Linked DNA regions of Canis lupus: region 2 is linked to region 1. A link is a contact called in public Hi-C data. All regions are on one chromosome and are shown on one strand. Each heading gives the region's core, a stretch centred on a gene start, on an enhancer-like site or on the middle of the called end of the contact. The rest is flanking DNA. Distances are from core to core; before and after follow the strand shown.

Region 1 (6,325 bases), core at 953-3,452:
GAGCTCTTGTACACTCGATAATACAATTAGGATTATGCTTTTATCTTTTGGAGAAAGATTTTGAAAAGTCTATTTTATAGGACTATCTAAATTAGACGCTGTCCAAGTTCTGATTTCATTCAGGAAAACAGCGAAAGTTATAAACTGCTTCCCTTTTCCAAATACTCTTGCTCTTTTATTTTTTTAAATTTACTTTTTTATTTTTTAAAGATTTTATCTATTCAGGAGAGGCAGAGAGAGAGAGAGAGAGAGAGAGAGGTAGAGACACAGGCAGAGGGAGAAGCAGGCTCCATGCTGGGAACCTGATGTGGGACTCGATCCCGGGTCTCCAAGATCATGCCCTGGGCTGAAGGCAGCACTAAACCGCTGAGCCACCCGGGCTGCCCTATTCTTGCTCTTTTAAAGACAACACCAGATCTAATCCAGGGCATTGGAAATACCAACTACAAAGCTGTCACAGAACTCAAACTCCTAATATTGGCTTGGGGCAGACTTTGGAACCTTCTGTAAGGGGATCCCTGGGTGGTTCGGCGGTTTGGTGCCTGCCTTTGGCCCAGGGCATGATCCTGGATTCCCGGGATCGAGTCCCACGTCAGGCTCCCTGCATGGAGCCTGCTTCTCCCTCTGCCTGTGTCTCTGCCCCTCTCTCTGTGTGTCTCTCATGAATAAATAAATAAAATCTTAAAATTAAAAAAAAAAAAAAAGCCTAGCTAAGTTCTGTACTATTTTAAGATTTCTTATTTAATAGTAAATCCTACTTCAGTGGGAGCTAGATAGCTTTAGGGATTGGTTATAGAACAGAGTTATACCTGAGTAATAACCAGGTACTAATATGTAGCTTACCTCAACAGTTGATAAGGTTCTCAAAATTATGTAACCAAAATAGCCTTCTTAGAGTATGTCTGAGAAACTTTCATTTCTTTTTTTTTTTTTAACTGCCATGTATCAACTTTAAACACCAGATTTCAATTTTAATTTTCTTGAAGGGAAAAAAAAAAGGTGAGGTTGGGGAAAACTAGAGATAAAATAGACACTGCCCGACATTAAGAAGGCTGATAAAAGGTAGATAAAAACTATTTTTGGGTTTAAAATATTCAGCTCCTTAATTGTAACAAACAACCTCCAAACAAGATAAAAGCTGAAAACAGCCTTTTGTATCCTACAAAAATTGAGATAATTCTAAATATAGTCAAATGGGCATAATTTCAGAAAAGACTCACTGTTAAAATTAAGTCACCATATTCAGCAAGATTTTGTTTGCTTGTGAAATTATCACAAAGAAAATACATCTATGAAAACATCATTGAAACTAATCAAAGACCCCAAAGTCCTCCTATGTTTTAATAAATCTGGTTTAGAAAAAAGATCAACATTAAGTTATCATTAACAAAAACCTCTGTATTAGTTTCTGGGTAAGAGATTTATTTTTTATTTTTATTTTTCCAGGTAGAGATTTTAATTTTAAATGGCTAAGATCTTACCTGGAGAAGTCTTTAATCCAGTCATATTGAACATGTAGATATTGTCATCTGTGCAGTTAGCAAATAAAGTAGAGCCAGTGGAATCCAAAATCAGACTTGAATATCCTAGAAAAAGAAAACTCTAGTTAGCATGTCCTGATGACAGCAAGTAGAACTGAGGTAACAATGTTCAGGTAAAAAGATCGTTCCACAAGATCATCAGAATTCTTCTTCCCCCAAATATATACAAACCAAAAATATCCTTCTGAGTTTTCATCTTTTGAATTTCAAAAAGATACAGCCATATGTTAATCTCAAGTCTATGTTGCTGAAAACTACCTTGGTATTTATTTTTAAAATTGTAACAAAAACTCACATCTCCAAAAAAGTCCTACAGGGTATAAAAAAAGGCTTACCTAGTTTTCGAGTACTGCTACCTGGGTACAGGAAAGACTTGGATGCTATGGGTTCCTGTCGATAAGCAGTATAATTCTTACGTAAATCCCATATCTTGATTACCCTAAAAACCAAGGTAAAGAAAATTATTTTGTAACCCCCCCAAATCCAACTAGTTTCAACTACATTGAATATGAGATGACTTTTAATCTAACTCTTCTGGCACATCAACCAGGTAAAATGAGGATATCTCATTGGGAAACAGATTAAACTATCTCATACTGTTGTTTCCAACGTCAGGCTAACAACTCAGGCAGAACGGAAACAGATGTGGTCTGACCCAGCGATGGGTTACCTTGAGTTTACTTCAAGGGAGCGGAAAAGGAAGATGAAGGTTGGGTTTTGATGATCATTGTTTCATTGTTTCAGAAAAAAAAAAAAACAAAGCAAAACAAATACTTCCTAAACCTTTAACACTCTGCATGTAACCTCTAACATCGTAAGTAACAAGCTGTTCCTATGGTTTTATCTCTACATAGAACTCCTTAAGTAATCCAGTCTAAACAACTTTTCCTGTGAAATAAAGAAATAAAGTATTTTTTTTAGTTCATCTATTGGTATAATTGTCTTAATCCTCAACTTGTAGTGTTTTTTTTTTTTTTTTTTAATTTAAAGATTTATTTTTTAGAGAAAGAGCAAGTGAGTAAGAGCAGGATCAGGGGTATAGAGGGAAAGAGAGAATTCCCAGCGGATTCCCTGCTGAGCAGGGAGCCCTAACTCAGGGTTCCATCTCACAACCCTGAGGTCATGACCTGAGCCAAAGCCAAGAGTCAGTCACCTAACTGAATGAGCCACCCAGGGACCCCTCACCATCTAATTTATAGGCTACATGAAAACACAAGCTTGGTATAAAAGTACAGTATCCTTGAAAACAGAACAAGCTTTCATAGCCATTCATAAGCATAATTAATAACCAGCAGATAATCCTCCATTTGTGTCTGAAAATTTGGTCCACAGAGGAGTTTTGGTGTCCAGAAGACACAATGGAAATCCTAGTTCATTAAGCCATCATCTTTTAAAATTAGTTTCAAAGGGAGGGATGTCTTGAGAGATATGACAAACAAGTAAGAGGGCGAAGAAGGGGGCTTAAAAACACTCAAAGAATTTTTATGGTAACAAAACAAACAATCAAGAAGTATCACAAACTTATTTGGAAGCCAAACATTCAGACCAATCACAGATAGCAGGTATGTAAAAGTCATTAGGATTTATCATTATAGTTAGATTATACTCCAATATGCCCATGATAGAGAATCAGATTCCTTCTTTTAGGGGTATTACTAAACCTGAGAAGATAAAAAATCCAAAAAAATAGAAATTTTATTCCTTAAAATGAAACTCACTGCCTAAAGTATACTGCATGGACAAGACAGCTATCCATCTAGCTTCTCTACAGCAGCAGCAGCAGCCAACACTGCTCCTATGTGCTATATAATGTGTGAAGTGTGACACACGGATCACCTCATTTAATTATTTGAGCAAGAGTCCTAACTAGATATTTTTCAGTGTGATCTGTAGTTCCTCATCTCAGCTGGGTATTCACTATGTTGAAAGTTAAAATAGCATACACATTCGATTAAAATGGGACTAGGTGACTTCCCTATCACAGTTTATGAAAGAGATCTCATCAAAAGAACCAAGAAATAAAGGCTCTTACCCATCCACAGCTCCTGCTGAGATTAATGTATTCTCATCTTGAAAGAGGACCACAGTAACACTCTGCTGGAAATCCTAACAGGACAAGGCAGAAAAAGACAGAAGAAAGTCCTATTTTAGGTATCATAATCTTCACAATCAAGACACCAATATGCTAAAATGATGGCTTCCCCAACTCAAATTCTGAGTTAGACTAAATCTTCCCTCTCCAATAATCCTGAATCAGATATTTATACTGACCAAGAAATAATTTTAGCATGAAAATGACCTAAACACCATTAACTAGAGTAGTGTTGACTTTTGACTTGTACTCAAGGAAAAAACAGGTAAATAAAAGATTTGTCTAAATCTACAGGTTCTACTTAAAAATCGGTTCTACTAATAAGCTATGTATCTGCAGGAAACTCATTGAACTTTCTTGTGCCTATTTTATCTATAAAATGTCACCATCTACTTAAACTGTCATATAGGAGGATCTAAAGAATTATGTATGAAAGCTGATTACAGCTCTCTTCCTCGGCACCGCCTGCGGAGGTGGCAGCCATCAATTGCTGGGCATCATGGCTGCCCTCAGACCTCTAGTGAAGCCCAAGATCGTTAAAAAGAGGACCAAGAAGTTCATCCAGCACCAGTCAGACCCAATATGTCGATATGTCAAAATTAAGCGCAACTGGTGGAAACCCAGAGGCATTGACAATGGGGTACGCAGAAGATTCAAGGGCCAGATCTTGATGCCCAACATTGGTTATGGGAGCAATAAGAAAACAAAGCACATGCTGCCCAGTGGCTTCAGGAAGTTCCTAATCCACAATGTCAAGGAGCAGCTAGAAGTGCTGCTGATGTGCAACAAATCTTATTGTGCAGAGATTGCTCACAATGTATCCTCCAAGAACTGCAAAGCCATTGTGCAAAGAGCAGCCCAGCTGGCCATCAGAGACACCAATCCCAATGCCAGGCTGTGTAGCAAAGAAAATGAATAGACAGCTTATGTGCGTGTCATGTTTGTGTTAATAAAACCATAAAACTACCAAGAAAAAAAAAAAAAGGTGATTACATGCTCTGAAAAATTTAAAGGAGTTCAATGGAATTTCACCCCTAATTGCTGTTAACAAGTTTTCTTGGCTCAGAATTAGATTGTCTGAAATGATACTCATTTTAATTCCATCTGGTTTATAAAAACCACATTAACCCTGTCAATTTTTCTTTTTTTTTTTTTTTTTAACCCTGTCAATTTCTACTCATGCCTGTGTCCTATTCTTGGTATGCAATTTTAAGTCCTAATGTTTTAGTAAACACATTTCTCCAACATATTAATTTGGGTCCTACAAACTAGGAATATTAGAAAAATAAACACACTAAAATAAGAGTCCTGGTGATTTTTTTTTTTAAAGAAAAAAGATGTATTACAGGCAATGTTTAAACTTTGACTATAAGATGCTAGAGATACTATATTCTACCTAAATATTTCAATATATTTTGCCAAATGTTTAAAAAAATATTAAAAACTCATATATTTCTTATAGTTTGTGTCTGAGAATGTGTCTGAAAAAGGGGATCAATATACTTAACATTTTGCCAAATGTTTTAAAAAGTATTAAAAACATATAGTTCTTATGGTTTGTGTCTGAAAAATGGGGATCACCTCCCCCTATAGAAAACTATAACATGATACTTAATATGCTTCTTCAAACTATCCCCCCTTTACTAATGAATTACATTATACTATAGATAGCATGTGCATGGAGCTTTCTAGGGATGAGGCTCAGGAAGATGAATTTTTAATATGCTTCTAGGTGATGGTGTTGCACACTAGAGTTTGAGAACTACTATCGTAGGTACTGAGTAGTAAGTAATAAACCACAGATACCAAGAGGAAATGATGATTCTCATTTATTTAATCTAAAGCTCCTACTTTATGCCCAAGAAGTTCCTTAAAATACGATTCTATCCTACTATTAAGATCTGTACACATTACACAGCTATAAAACCTTACCACAGATGGAGCAAGTCCTTTTGAATTCTGTTTCTTCTTAGGTTTTGATGGGGTTTGCTTGTCTAAGGTATTGTGAGCTCCACTGATTTGATTCACTTGCCTATAAAATCCATCTGAAAGATATTCCAAGCAAACTGATTTAGGTTTCACAACTTTATTCTCATGCTGATTGTAACATTTACACGTAAGATCTCAAAATTAATTATATTCTTAAATAGTGAAATTAGAAGCTAGCAGAGCTCTTGCATTACATTTCTTTTGGTGACATTACGACGTATAGAAGAGAAATAAGCATATGGATAATTATAGCAGCTTTATTCCAAAACTTAGGTAATTGACAGGTCCTTCAGTAGATGAATGTATGAATAAACTGTGGTAAATCCAGATAATGGCACGCTATTCAATGGTAAAAAGAAATGAGCTATCAAGCCATGGAAAGACATGGAGGAACCTTAAATATATATTAAGTGAGAGAAACCAATCTCAAAAGACTACATACTGTATGATTTCAACTATATGACATTCTGACAAAGGTAAAACTGGGAACAGTAAAAATAAAATAAAATTAAATTAAATTTAGTGGTTGCCAGGGGCTGGGGAGAGGGCAGGATGAACCACAGAGCACAGGGAATTTTCAGTGTTGTGAAATTATTCTGTATGATACTATAACGGTAGATATATGTCATTACATATTTGTCAAAACCAATAGAATGTGCAATACCAAGAGTTAGCCCTAATGTAAAGTACAGAGAGATACTGG
Region 2 (7,005 bases), core at 1,100-3,599, 300 kb before region 1:
AAACTGAGGTTCGGAGAGGTGAAGTGTGTTGCCCAAAGTCACACAGCTGGTAAGTGGTGATGGGCTCACCCATGTCTGCCTCACTCCAAAGCCCTTGATGTGTTTCATGACATCCGTGTTCTCATCTTCTGGGACTGTATCCCTCTTCTCTGAGTCTCCAGCATGCCCACCCGTGGTTTGTATAGGTTAAACCTTGACTCAAGAGTAGGATCCTCTTGGTTGTTTCACACAAGGGGCCTCCCTTGTTGGAGAGGGAGGAGAGAGGGGATGCCCCAGAGCTAAAGGGACAGTGTCCCCAGGGTGGGCTTGGAGGGTTTTGTGCAGGTGGGAAAGGATGAGGGAGGTGAAGCAGAGCTGGCTGGCCACCAGGTCCAGTGGGTCTTTCCTGGCTCTGTATCAAAATCCCCTTTTAGAAAACATAAGTTAGCAGTGGTAGAGATTTGGGTGGAAGTTGGGGGTGACTCCAAGGAGCAGCTAGGGCTGAGAGGTGCTCATCACACCCACTGCTGTTTATGCAAAAATTCTGATCAATACAGGAAACTAGGGATGTCTGGGTGGCTCAGCAGTTGAGCATCTGCCTTTGGCTCAGGGGGTGATCCTGGGGTTCAGGGATCAAGTCCTGCATCACGCTCCCCACAGGGAACACCAAGCCCTGAGCTCTTTATTTCACATGCTTGGGGGAAGAGTCGAGGCTGTCACATGGAAATACACATCCGCTGACACACCCACAGGCATAAGGACACGTTAATTCACATCCTTGGCTTTCCCAAGTGAGGGATGATTGGGCCTGGCTTCAAAGTGGCTAGAGGCCATTGATGGAGAGGGAGGAGAATCTTCCTTCTCGTGTGTTTCTTGCTCCCATTATTCTTCCCCACAAGCATGGAGGACTTCAGTAATACAAAGACGTTCCCAAGGTGCCTGTGGGCAGGGCAGCCCTGGGAGTATGTGCAGCCTGGGGCTCACTGTTCTCCTGACCCCTGGTTCTCTGTGATGTTCTCTGGGTGGACAAGCGAGAATGTAGGGCTGCGGTGGGGACCGGGGCAGACCTCACAAGGTCTGCATGTCCACAGCTCCCCTCCTGGGACCTGCCAGTCAGTTACTTCCCATTCTGTTACAGGTCACTCCAACTGCCATGAGCCACTCCTGATGTGCCACCTGCTTCCTTCCCCTCTCTTGGGAGGCATCCTTCACCCTGCCACTGACGTGAGCTTCTCCTGTGTCCGAAACTCCCCCTCTTCCGGACCTCCCACTCAGGTAACGGTCCGGGACCCCACAGGCCACATCTTTCCCTGCTTCTACTGGTGGGGGAAGGCAGGGAGGTTAGTTTAGTCAGTTGAAGGGTGGAAGTGAAAATTGCTGTCGTGCGGCTGACTCTGAAGGCCCAGTGTTATGCCTGCTGTCCCCAAAGGCCCTGGAGCCCTCTCAGGGTGTCTGTCTAGGGACACTCACTTCATTTTTAACAAAACTCCTAAAAGCGGGGCACCTTCAGTGGTTGAGCATCTGCCTTTGGCTCAGGTCGTGATCCCAGGGTCCTGGGATCGAGTTCCGCATCAGGCTCCCCAGAGGGAGCCTGCTTCTCCCTCTGCCTGCGTCTCTGCCTCTTTCATGAATAAATAAATAAAATCTTTAATAAAAAAAAAAAACCTCCTAAGAGCCCAACTGTACCAAGAATGGTGGATGTGGCCGTGCTCTCCCAAACATATCCCTGCCCACAACTGAGCTGGTGACTCTCCAGGTCCCGTAAAGCTCAGCTCAGGAGCATCAGACAGGAGCTGCTCCAAATGCCTGCTGTCCTCACAGGTTCTCAACCCCAATCATCCTCCTGGAAGCTGCAATAACCCGGGGCAAGGGCTCCCCAGAAGGGCCACCTCCCCTCCCACACACATGGCTGGGAGCCCAGTGAACCAGAGGTAGAGAGTGGGCAGGATGCCGAGCTCCCTGCGTGGGCCAGGCTCAGGTAGGGCAGGCACTGATTGTAAGGCTGGTGTGCAAAGCTCAGTCTCAGAATCCCCCTCCCCAGCTCAGCTCAGGAGCCTTCTTACCCTCACGCTTCATTCTTCTTCGATGCAGGAAAGCCCTCATCCCCCTAGAAGCAGGCATCAGCCATTAGTCACTTGAGGCCACTCCTCAGCACTCCTTGACTGGACCCAAGTCCTCCTCTGAGCTCTAGGCTCAGAGCTTCCTAAACAAGGCTTAACTGTGAACTCTGTTTAACCTGCTTCTGGAACAGGCTGGGTCAGGCCTCCACCCTTTCCTGTCTTGTGGCAGGCAAGGGGCACATCAGACCAGGGCTGTCCCTAAGCGTGAGAAGGCTGTGGTGTACCTTACGGAAGAGACACGTGTAGAAGACAAGCCGCATTGTCACACAGAGCAAGATTCTAGGTCTGCCGGTAGCTTGTATCTTCTGGGGCCCACTCCGTAGGCTGGGCCTGCTGCTCCTTCCGCCCCATCCCCGTCCCTGCTTCAGCTGGTCCTGGGCAGCAGGCGGGGGGCAGGGCAAACAAGAGTGTCTGAGGGGGGTTGGGGGGTGTTCAGTGATATGTCAGCTCTAGGTGGGAGGAGGGTGTCCCAACTCCCCTGAGATCCTATTCTGGAGGTGAGAGCAGCACAAGGTTTGGCCTCGGCTTCAGCTCTAACACGGGCCCAGCTGTACACCCCCCTCTTGGAAATGTCCTCAGAGCTGCTGGAGGCCCTCAGGCCCATGCCCATGACCTTAGAGGTTGTCCGTGACACAGTGGGCAGCAAGTGGAGGGAGGCTTGGGGCTCCAGAATGTCCCTTCCCTGGCCTGTCCTCACGGATCTCCTCTCTACTCCCCCTTCCCATCTCCATCCCCAGATGCCTGGGCTCCTTCCCTACAGGAAAGCCTGACCCTGGCTGTCACCCCACCTCACAAAACACAGACCTCTCCCACTGCCTGCCCAGCAGGCACCTGAGACCCTGCTTGAGGACCCCCTGTCCACTGCATTTCAGGGCCCCAGAGCCCCGTGAGGAGCCTGGCTGGGGTGTGAGTGGGGGTCTGTGGTGAGGGCTTGGGTCGGTGCCCTGCGATGCCACTATTTTCCCTAACCAGGCGGGATGGGCCTCTGTGACCTAGGCTGAGGACCAACCTACCGAACATGATTTCTGCAGGGAAACCAAATTCTGAATCCTGAGCCAGCAGCTTGCAGAGACGTGGAAGTCCAGGATCTGTGGTGCTTTGGGTGTGAGGGGAGGGCAGCGTCATAGCGCAGATCCCACGGGGGCTGCTCGGCTGGCTTCGAGGCCCTCTGTGGACACAGCCCAGGCTGTTCTCCCAACCCTCCAGAGCACCCCCTCACCTTCTGTCCTCTGCACCTTCTAGCACCCCCTTCCCACCTCCCCTGCCAGTTGCCTTCAGACGCAGCACTTCGCTGGGCAAACGGAGCTATAAAGACACAGTGGATCCTCACTATTCATGGATTCCGTCTGCAGATTTACCTGCTCGCTAAAACTCGTCACCCCCCAAACCAATCCTCAGGGCTCTTTTGTGGTCATGCGTGGCCAACACGCAGAGTGGCGAAAATCTGAGTTGTCCTTCTGGACACTCGCAGCCGAGGGCGCGACATGACGCGTCCAGGCTGGGAATAAGGGTCCTTTTCACAGTCTCAGCAGGGACGTGGTTTTCTGTTTGGGTTTTTTCTATTTTTGTGATTCTGTTGGTGATTACACCAGGGCGGTGCTGCAGGGCTGTGTGGTGCTGCCAAGCACAAGACGGCTGTGGTAGGCGCTGCGGAGAAAAGGGGGAGTGTTCGGCAAGCTTCGGGCAGGCACAAATTACAGGGCCCTGGGCCGTGGGTGCAGCATTAAGGAATCGCAATACGTGTGACAGTCTCTCAACTAAAACACACATAAAACAAGGTTATTGATTGAAAAGTTCGTGTCCAGAGGCTGCAGGAACCCAACGCTGTGTATCCCCAGGGGCAAAGGTTCAGAAGGTGCTCCTTCACTATAAAGAGACTATATGGGACGCCCGGGTGGCTCAGCGGTTTAGCGCCCGCCTTCGGCCCAGGCCGTGATCCTGGAGACCCAGGATCGAGTCCCACGTTGGGCTCCTGCAGGGAGCCTACTTCTCCTCTATGTCTCTGTGTGTGTGTGTGTGTGTGTGTGTGTCTCATGAATAAATAAATAAAATTTAAAAAAAAGAAGAAGAGACGCAGGGTCTGGGTGGGAGCCACTGCTGCGACGCCTCGAGGCACCGTGTGAAACCTGCTGGGTTTGGACAGTCAGGGTGGCCATCTCGAAACAACCTTCCATCCAACTGGAAGGCGATGCATGCGTAGCACCATGTGGGGAGCAGAACATAGGACTGACCAGGTGTTAGGGCTCTGAAGACTCTGTGTGACCTCAGGCAAGTCATGTGATATTCAGGGACTCGGTTTCCCCACCCATAACATGAAGATAATAGAACTGACACCTGGCTGGATTTGCTCTGAGGGTCAGACGTGTCTTGTGAGCTCGGATACCAGGACTCCACTGGTATCTTTTGAGAAAGAATTCATCCCAAGGGAAAAGGCAGATGGTCTTGGCCAAGAGTGACTAGCACATTCCCAGGGAGGAAAAGGAGGAAGGACAACTTGGAGAACCAGTCTGTGTCGGCCACTCACGTTGGCTTCTAGCCTGGCCCTAAGGACTTGCACCTGAGGGGACTACCATGAAGGCTGCTTGCCTAAGAACCTTGGTGAGACCCAGGGAGCCCAAAGCTACCAGCATTGGAACTGACATATGGCCCCGGGCAGAGGCAGGGTGTCTCCCCTCAAAGAAGGGTGCCATGTACCATGGCCACCTGGCTCACCCTGTAGGAGCTGGTACCCACATGGGCAGTATCCCACCCACCCCATCCTTCTCCCACAACCGCTTGATGCAGCACCTTCCGAGGGAGCTGAGGGAGGCACAAAAGCCCAAGAAAGACTGTTAACTCCTGTTCACATGACCTTTTTTTTAATAATTTTTTTTTAGATTTTATTTATTTATTCATGATAGACAGAGAGAGAGGCAGAGACACAGGCAGAGGGAGAAGCAGGCTCCATGCAGGGAGCCCGACGTGGGACTTGATCCCAGGTCTCCAGGATCACGCCCCGGGCCAAAGGCAGGCACCAAACCGCTGAGCCACCCAGGGATCCCCCCATGTGACCTTTTTATTTTCCCTCCAGATTTGCACAGCTAGGGAGACGGGGGTCCCAGATGCTTGACAATCAGCTGGGCTGGTAGCTATGAAAGATTTTGAAGAGGTGCCAAAAAAGCCAGACAACGCAAGGGTTTTTTATATTGGTCCTTTCAGAAACACCCCCTGGCAGGGTGGCAGCCCTCATGAACCGGAGCTGCGTGGGTCCTTCGGGTGCATCTCTGCAGTGAGGCCAGGCCTGGTGGAGGACGTGTGCCCGGAATGTCCCTCCTCACCCAGAAGCCCGATACCCAGGCCAGCCGGTGTTTACCCACACCACCTGCCTGCTCTTTCTGTCAACAGGGGTATATTTTTCACAGTGTTTGTTTGTTTGTTTGTTTGTTTGTTTGTTTGTTTGTTTGTTTTGCTGCTTTGGGTTGAGAAACTGTATCTCCCCAGTCACCTCCATCAATGGGAGCTGCTCCCGGGACGGTGCTGCTACGTGGCAGGTCCTCGGTATATAAATGCTGGGTTCCTCTTCCTTCCTTCCCCTTCCCCTTAGATTCCACCTCCTGGGCTTTTCTGGTGCTAAGTCAAGTTACTGCAGGAAGAGCTTTTATTGGCAAGAAAGACACGAATGGGAAACAGAAACTCTTGACGAGCTGAGGCAGCAGCCCCTGTCCCTCCCGGAAAGGCCCCAGAATCAGTCTGTCCTCCATCTCCCAGCTCTGCCCAGCTTCCCTCTACCCCTGCTCGGAGTCCTGCTGGCATTGGCCACCTAGCTCAAGAACTCCCCCCTCAGTGCCCTCAGCTAGCTCAGCTTCTATGATCCGTTGGAACTTTCCAACACGGGAACCGAATAGCCCACCTCTTCAGGGCACGGTTGCTGGCTGGCCAACCCCGTGGGGCTGCTGCAGGGGCGGGTGACCGCGTGCTTCAGCTGTACGGCAGATCTGGAGCCCTCTGCTCTGGCCTGGGCTTAGGCATGGCCACATCACACTCACAGAGGGACATCCAGAACAACCACCCCTTCCCCAAACTTCACTGGACACTGGGAGCCATAGAGAAGCCTGCGGCCTTGTCTCCTGGGAGTGCTCTGTGGACAGGCCAGGCCGGGGGTGGGCGTGGGGGGGTAGGAAGGTGCAGTTCAGCAAGGAGACAGGGGAGGGGTGAGGTGTGCCAGAGACACCTGGACCTGAGACGGCACTTTTCCCCTTTTTCCTCACTGTCCCCTCTCCCGGAGATGCAGAGGCCTGCACTGGGGCTGAGAACAGACTCTGACCTCTCTTGGGACAACGTGGCCCTTCTTTCTCAGGGGATGTCAGTGACTAATCACCTGCAGGGTTTTGCTCTTCTTCCCTGAGTCCACTCTGGCACGAAAGGATCCCAGAGGCCAGAAGATGGTTTGGGCCCCCTGACACTGATGTCAGAGAATGCTACAAATGTGTCACACAGGTGGCATGGAAGTACCCACCCCCCCCACCCCCCGGGACGAGGCAACAACAAGAAGCATTTGGAATTTTGAAAACTTAGAAACAGGGGCGCACCCAGGCCTCAAAGGTGGGGGCACGTGCCTGCAGGTGTTGACATCTCTGGGGTGGGTGAGGGGGTGACAAAGCTTCCCAGGTGTTAGAGTGGGAGGTAAGGAGGGGGCGGCAGGTGTCCCCTCCAGCTTTCCAGCGCCCTCTAGCGCCTCCTACTGGCACCCACCAACAGGCAGCAGCTGGCAAAGCCACAAGTGGTTTGAAGCCGCACAGAAGGGAGGTGAGAAGAAAGATGGGCACACCGGTGAGCTGGAGCTGGAGTCAGCTCCCATGCACCTGTGTGTGTGTGTGTGTGTGTGTGTGCGCACACGCGTGCAGACCATAAGCTCCCTCCCTGCCAA

Evidence for each region. A called contact is a pair of places that touch in the nucleus more often than the background predicts.
Region 2: a contact with region 1 is called in a Hi-C map of blood, with 6 times the contacts expected there. The contact joins two enhancer-like sites. A contact is called at or near these places in 7 of 9 Hi-C or Micro-C datasets (amygdala, blood, liver and 1 more).

Annotation. Positions count from the first base shown.
Region 1 is chr7:10,191,843-10,198,167 of UU_Cfam_GSD_1.0, reverse strand. It overlaps DTL (denticleless protein homolog), which reads right to left. Exons shown (of 17, transcript XR_005361915.1): 7 at 5,566-5,678; 8 at 3,574-3,647; 9 at 1,877-1,980; 10 at 1,482-1,586. It also overlaps the pseudogene LOC607906. Among named protein-coding and RNA genes, the nearest start is that of DTL, 15 kb to the right of the region's middle. Within about 2 kb of position 2,202, at least 1 of the 20 cell types and tissues checked has an H3K27ac peak or open chromatin away from gene starts, as enhancers often do. A contact at or near this core is called in blood, where this site is marked.
Region 2 is chr7:10,488,220-10,495,224 of UU_Cfam_GSD_1.0, reverse strand. It overlaps LOC102155131 (a long non-coding RNA gene), which reads left to right. Exons shown (of 6, transcript XR_005361923.1): 3 at 1,118-1,254. Among named protein-coding and RNA genes, the nearest start is that of NENF, 24 kb to the right of the region's middle. Within about 2 kb of position 2,349, at least 1 of the 20 cell types and tissues checked has an H3K27ac peak or open chromatin away from gene starts, as enhancers often do. A contact at or near this core is called in blood, where this site is marked.